Regions from separate parts of the Hordeum vulgare genome. Here region 1 is linked to region 2. A link is a contact called in public Hi-C data. All regions are on one chromosome and are shown on one strand. Each heading gives the region's core, a stretch centred on a gene start, on an enhancer-like site or on the middle of the called end of the contact. The rest is flanking DNA. Distances are from core to core; before and after follow the strand shown.

Evidence for each region. Hi-C and Micro-C count contacts between places; a contact is called where the count stands out from the background.
Region 1: a Hi-C map of leaf shows a contact between it and region 2, with 4 times the contacts expected there. The contact joins the promoter of LOC123452247 here to the promoter of LOC123398190 in region 2. A contact is called at or near these places in 3 of 6 Hi-C or Micro-C datasets (leaf and seedling) and 1 of 1 datasets of contacts at active chromatin or transcription factors (embryo).

What each region holds. Positions count from the first base shown.
Region 1 is chr5H:113,385,891-113,389,446 of MorexV3_pseudomolecules_assembly, forward strand. LOC123452247 (splicing regulatory glutamine/lysine-rich protein 1) reads right to left here and starts at 1,719. Exons shown (of 6, transcript XM_045128871.1): 1 at 1,400-1,719. The coding sequence starts at 1,632.
Region 2 is chr5H:113,027,183-113,030,484 of MorexV3_pseudomolecules_assembly, forward strand. It overlaps LOC123398190 (trafficking protein particle complex II-specific subunit 130 homolog), which reads left to right and starts at 1,695. Exons shown (of 21, transcript XM_045092690.1): 1 at 1,695-1,985; 2 at 2,612-2,841; 3 at 2,969-3,150. The coding sequence starts at 1,922.

The DNA of each region.
Region 1 (3,556 bases), core at 469-2,968, 360 kb after region 2:
TCACTGCAATTTGCATAACGAGTATCCCACCCTTCTTCAGAACCACTCGATTCAGGTTCACCTAAACTTGTTCCTGACTGCAAGGGAGAGGGATCCCAATTCCCTACAAGCCAAAAATACAAACAAAACTGGAGTCCTAAACTCAAATACAGTTCCCCTTGAACAAATACAAACTAATTTTAGTATGTGTTTCGCTTGGGTTCGCAGAACAACTTTTCTTCAGGAAGGCGGCCTGCCCAGAGTTTGACATCATAATAGCTCAAATCACAGAGAAAATTTCATCAAAGAATAAGATGTCGATTTGAAATGACCAGACGACCCCCACCTCCACTTCTTAGAAAATATATCAGCACCCTCAGCTCGTATCTAAGAAGTTCTTATCTTGAGTGACTTTTATTAACTGATGAAATAAAAGTTCTTATCTTGAGTGACTTTTATTAACTAATGAAAGAAAAGAACACCGCTTGTTACAACTTAAAAGTTCCGGATTTAGATCACAACCATTCTCCTCCCATAGTCTCCTTATCACCTCACATGATTACATTCCTTGATCAGCACTACAGCTCTATCCCCATCAATAGCAATCCCATGCAGAACAGTAATTTCGCTCAATTTCCAGCATATATTACTGTCAACGTTGGTTCTTTTCACAGGAAAAAATATCATCATAGAATGAAACATCGACTGCCAATGACCAGATGGCCCTCATCTCCACTTCTTAAAAGACATGTCACCCCAAAAATTGGTAAATGTGGCACTCACTGATCATTAATAAATAGTCAGCAAGCTCAACTCATATCTAAGAAGCCTTTCCTTTATACTCCCTCCGTCCCAAAATTCTTGTCTTAGAATTATCTATATATGAATGTATCTAGTCACATCTTAGTATTTAGATACACCCATTTTTATATAAACCTAAGACAATAATTTTGGGACGGAGGGAGTATCATACAAGAGATATCTGTAACAGAAAGAACAAAACGAAGCTAGTTAAAAGTTCCAGGTTCAAATCGCAACCATAGTTTTCCCCTTATCACCTCACATGCTTTCTGTCTTTGATCAACACTGCAACTCTATCACCACCCATAGCAATCTGAAGTGCAGCATATACTACTGTCCTCGTTAGTTCTTATTACCCAGCCTAGGTATTGTATCTCGGACTTGGTGCAAAATCTCCAACAAGCCCAATTCTAGAAGGAAGAGCTGCGTGTCATTACCCCTTTGATTCCAACAGGGAAATCGAGACACCGATGTTGATCTACGCATATATTTCCTCTCACCCGACCCTCCAAAGTCATCCGCACCAACCGAATCTCCTAGATCACGAGCTCTTTCAGCCTAACCCTAGCTAGCAACGGAAACCTATACACGGAGAGGGGGTGAGGAGGGGGAGGCTCGCCTGTAGCCGTCGTCGTCTGAACGGGACCTCCGCCTCTCCCGGCGGCGGCGCTTGTGGCGGGGCTTGCGGTCCTTGCGCACCTTGAGCGCGGAGGAGGAGGAGGTGGACGGCGCGGCGTCCTTGCGGCGGCTGTGGCGGCGGCGGACGCGGCGGTCGCTCCCCGATGAGGAGGAGGAACCGGTGGAGTCCGTGCTGTCGGAGGAGGAGGATGAGGAGCTGGCGGACGGCGCCATGGCTCGCGGGTCGTCGCGGTGGCGGCGGCGGCGGCGAGGGAAGACGGGGTGTTTGACGGGAAAAATCTCACGCACGTACGTTATTCCTTTCCTCTCTCGCGGAAAAGGAAAGGGTAAAGGAAATGCGAGGAGCGGCTCGATCGATTGTCTCGGTCGGGCAGTAGCCCGGAGGCTGGGCCTCGTGAACCAGACCGAGTCGGCAGACGGGAAGCGCGCGTGTGCGCCGGCGCTCGGCTGAACGCAAGCCGTCTTTTCCTTAAATTAAAAGAAAAAAAAGTTTGAACTAAAATTCCTTAAACTTTTTTTTAGCAGAGTACAATTGAAGTCGCTCACATACACGAGTATACATTCACGCCTATGAACGCATGCACACAGACCCTATCCCTATGAAGACTTTTGAGAGACCGAATCGGCACATCATCTTGAGATTGACGAACTCGTCGCAAACGCCTTCGTAGTTGATAGGAACGTCTCCTCCCACTAAACGCACAGCGCTGAAAGGTCTAAAATAAATTTAGAAAAAAATGTAAACATCAATGTCAAATCTAAGATTTAAACTCTGGTGGACACGGGATAGCACAGTCCTCCTAACAATCCAACCACGGGTTGGTTTGCATAATTTTTCTGAAACTGCCACCATATACACTCCAATCCTAGTCTACCACAAGTTCACAACCATAACCACAACACCAAACAACCCCCCCCCCCCAACTCTTCCCCACTTCTTTCCCTTCTCTCCTTCACCTTCAGACATGTAGGTGGTAAGCGGCTGGTCGTTATGGATGAAGTACACGCAATATGCTAGTATTCTTTTTTTCCTCTTAATGTTATTGTTATCACATTCTTCGTTGTTACTTGGGTATGGCTAGGGTTTAAAATACAAAAATGATGGTTTCTATGATTTTCTTTTGTCGAAGATGTTAGACATTTGAGCTTAAAAATTGCTCTTTTTTTAATTATTGAATTAGCTAATAGAAAATAATTTTATGTTGCATAATAGGTCTTGTTCAGTAACCATGGATCCAAGTGATTTTGGTGAGGAATTTGTTTGAATTGGGCCTGAGCTAGACTATATTGGGGCGGAGGGGATGATGCAATCTTAGAGATTGTAAGGGACAAGCTATCATTGCCAAAGCTTAAAGGCCCATCTTAGTGATTACATTTCTTTCAGGGTGGTCATGAAGATTACTTTTCTGTATACCTTGTGAAGACATGGCAAATAGATTGTTGCTTTCTGTTTGATGATGTTGGTTGTATGAAAAATGTTATACTACGTTATTAATAAAGGAATAGCTGAGGTAGATGTTGAGTATTTTTTGGAACCAAGATGAAGAAAGTGAAGAGTGGTAGTGCTTCTGAAGATGCGACGGGGAATCAGGAATACGTTTATGCTGTTATAGTCAATAGTAAAACCGAGGTTGTGAGATTGTGTTAGTATTGTTGAATTAGTTGTTATGACTTTCTAAATTTAGTCGTTGAATAGTGTATCATTGTGGTAGTGTACTGAATGGTGTGTCATTTTGGATTATATAAGTAGTAATGTCATTATGATCAGCTAACTTCAGTGTAATACATTTATGTGTTGGCCGACCTAAGCAGTTGTTGTCAAATGTAACCGACATTTTTGTGTGTCATCAATGTGTTTGTTGATCTTACAAGTCGGTGTCAATGCAATGCATTTATGTACTATGATGATATTGAGTTGTCAATGCAACAAACATGTGTACGTTGTTGTCACACCCTGTTTTCACTTTACTTTTAGTGTAGTTCAAAAAAATCTGAGTTTATTAAAACTTTTTAAAATCAATGATGTGAGTGCCATGGTTATCATTGTATGCTTGTATGCTTGATTGTGTGATATCAAAAAACATATTTTTCATAACCTAAATATTCTCAAAATCCTTTTTCTTATTTCTAATTATTT
Region 2 (3,302 bases), core at 445-2,944:
CGGCGTCCAAGAGCTGCCGCGGCGGCGGGAAAAGGCGGGTGGCAGCGGGTACTCGTACTGCTACGAGTTCCCGCCCTCGATGTGCTCGAGGACATCCTCCAATGTGCGGTCGGGAACGCCCACCATTGGCGGCGCCCCTCGGAGTTGTGACGGCCGCGGGGTTTGACCCCGTTGGTGGCGGCGTGCCGGCGTTCGAAGTATGTCGTCCACAACATGATGCTGTTGGGGGCGTACCTCAACAAGTTCCGCGAGCTCTCCGGCAACGGCGACCGGATGCGCGCGGTCTCCGCTCGTCGGTCAGCTCCAGAAGGCAGGGGTGGCACTCGGACTTCACCGGCGCTCAGCCTCCACGAGCCCAACACCCGCATGTGCGGTGGCGCCGGATAGTCCACCTCGTAGAGAAGGCGGGCCTCGTCCTCGTGGAGGTGCCGGCGGCCGAAGCCATTAGGTGCTGCTCCATCGCCGGGGAAGCGCTCGACCATTTTTGGGGAGAAAGAGGGAGAGGAGGCGCCGGTGACGAAATAGGAGAGGGCGTCGACGGCGAGATACTAGCGAGAGAGGCGTGTGTCCATCGACGGGGAGAGGGGCGACTTATATAATTGCGGGCGGGCGGGCACGCGGAGCGGTGCCGAATGGACGGGACGTGCGTCGCCGCGCCTTCACTACGACGGTCGTGAAGAATCAATGGAAGGCTGACCGACGGTGCAACCTTCGCAGTGATTCTCGCGGGAAACGAGGCGATGAGGATGATGACCGCGCGTCAGTCGCTGACTCGGTGGGTCCATAGTTGTTTCGTGCCAAAAACGTTTACGCCGGCGCCCCCATGCGCCCCTAGCACGTTGGGTTCGATCTAGGACCGTCGGGGCCAATTTCCGCCCTAACCGATGAAAAAGGGCTCCTGGGGCACGATTGGGCCATTTTTTCTCCGCCGACGATTTTTTTTGGCCTGGGGGACTTGTTGGGGCGCAGTTGGAGATGCTCTAACGACTCGACCTACACAACCGTAGCCAGCGAGGACAATTTTTATGTTTTGACCTAACAAATTCCGGAATTGGTCTTATTTTCAGAAAAAATTGAATCTGAGCTCTTTTGGTGACGCCAACATCCGTAACATCTGGTTTGCATGGAAGACACCAAGGTCCCTGATGTTTTGCATGACCGGCTTATCTGTTGAGTCTGTGACGTGACTCGATACCACACGCGAGGGACCCTGACGTCTCGTCGTGGACCAGACCCCAAGGACTCTCACGTTTGGTACCAAAAGCTAGTGACCCTGACGTCTCGTCAGAACAGATCACACAAACATTTTTTTGATAACATGTGCCACGTTATCCATATGCCAAGGTCCCCGACGTTTGGTACAAGACGCGAGGGTCCTTGGCATGTGGTCCAGGACGAGACGCTATGGTCCGTGGCGTGTGGTCCAGGATCAGACGCTAGGGTCCATGGCGTGTGATACCGAGGCACGTCACACACTCAGCCGATCAGCCGATCATTCAAGTCCATATCATACGTTAGGGATCTTAGCGTCTTCCATACAAATCAGATGCCATAGATGTTGACATCACCAAAAGAGGTTAGATTTGATTTTTTTTAAAGTAAGGTTAAATTTAGAATTTGTTAGGCCAAAAGTCAAAACACAAAAATTGTCCAACGAGCTACTCAGTTGGACCACCGCACGGCCTCTTCGCCCCGTTAGCCATTTGCCCGCTTCGCACCCGACCCGACCCGCTTGAGCGCCTGCCGCCTTGTCGTCTCCACCAAACTCAACTCCCCCACCACTCTCCCCTCCCCTCCGCATCTCGCCACTCCCCCGCCTCGTCCCTGTCTCCGGCGACCTCCCTGGCGGCGGAGCGCTCGCCGCATGGAGGAGTAGCCCCAGCGCCGAAGCTATCTCATTGCCCCTGAGCCGGCTGCGGTCATGGCCAACTATCTGGCACAGTTCCAGACCATCAAGTCCTCCTCCGACCGCATCGTCATCGCCGGTACGCCACCCCCTCTTTTAACTCTACTCCTAACCCCTCGGATCCCATCCCTACCATGAAACGCGCTCTCTCGCACGCTGCCGCGACTCGCAGCATAGCGCGATCTGCGCAGCCGGCCCGCGTGATCTCGGGCCTACGCTCTCGGGTTGCGCCCGATCAGGCGGCAATTGGAGACGAAATGGTGACATCTATAGAGAATAGAGATGAAATGGTGGTCTCGGGCTTGCTGTGACATCTTGTTGAGTGATATTCATGGTGATCTGAGGACTGGAGGGTTGTGTTTTGCCTCCTGCTGGTCGCATCTCAATTAGTGACAAGTGAAGTTCGCAGTGCTTAAGCTAATGGGAAATGAGTGTTGTCTCCAATTTCCAATTTGGCCAAACAATTTGCATGGAAACCACATAATGCACCAGCATATTATGAAATTTATCTCAAATTGCACACATCTGTAGTGTTGTAGTGTTGGACAGGCAGATGCCCATTGGTATAGCCCGGAGCTATACAATGAAAGTTGACTAACACGACTACTTTTGCTCCTCACCGCACATGCTGACAAAATGCGAGATCAAATTTGTGTATTTGTTATATAATTTCCTTCTCATACAGCAAATAATCTTTTGTAACAGTTGAGGATGTCAGTGACTTGTGGCTCAACGTCAAAGATAGTTTCAAGCAGCGCTTGCCAGTCAAGAAAGCCTGTCTCAATAACAAGGCGAGGAACCCTGTTCTTGTGGAAAACCTACCAGCTGAGTTTATACAGACAACTGATTCAAGGCTGCGTAGTCGGTTTCCACAAGAACAATACTTGTTTTGGTTTCGCGAACCGTATGCTACTGTTGTTCTTGTTACTTGCGAGGTATTTCTCTCCACATTTTTAAATATATCATGCTGCATGCTGCTCTTTCTGATTCTAGTCTTAGATAACATCACTTTTCAAATGGACCATGACTTTTTGCCATCCTTCACATATATGACATGTACAGGATCTTGATGAGTTCAAGACCATTCTTAAGCCTCGCCTCAAATTAATTGTGCAAAATGATGAGAGAGAATGGTTCATTGTATTTGTGTCGAAGGCCCATCCTAGCAATGATCAAGCAACTAAGATGGCAAAGAAAGTATACGCTAGGCTTGAGGCCGATTTCAACACTAAAAAGAGAGAAAGGTAAGTTTCTTGCCATGTCTCCATAGTGGAGTTAGTAACACACATATCCGTGTGCTGAATATTTGTATGTATTTGTTGTTTGACTTCAACATCCTACTGTCACATGTCATCTTGCACTGATTTTTTTCGGAGGATGCCTCCATTTATGAATT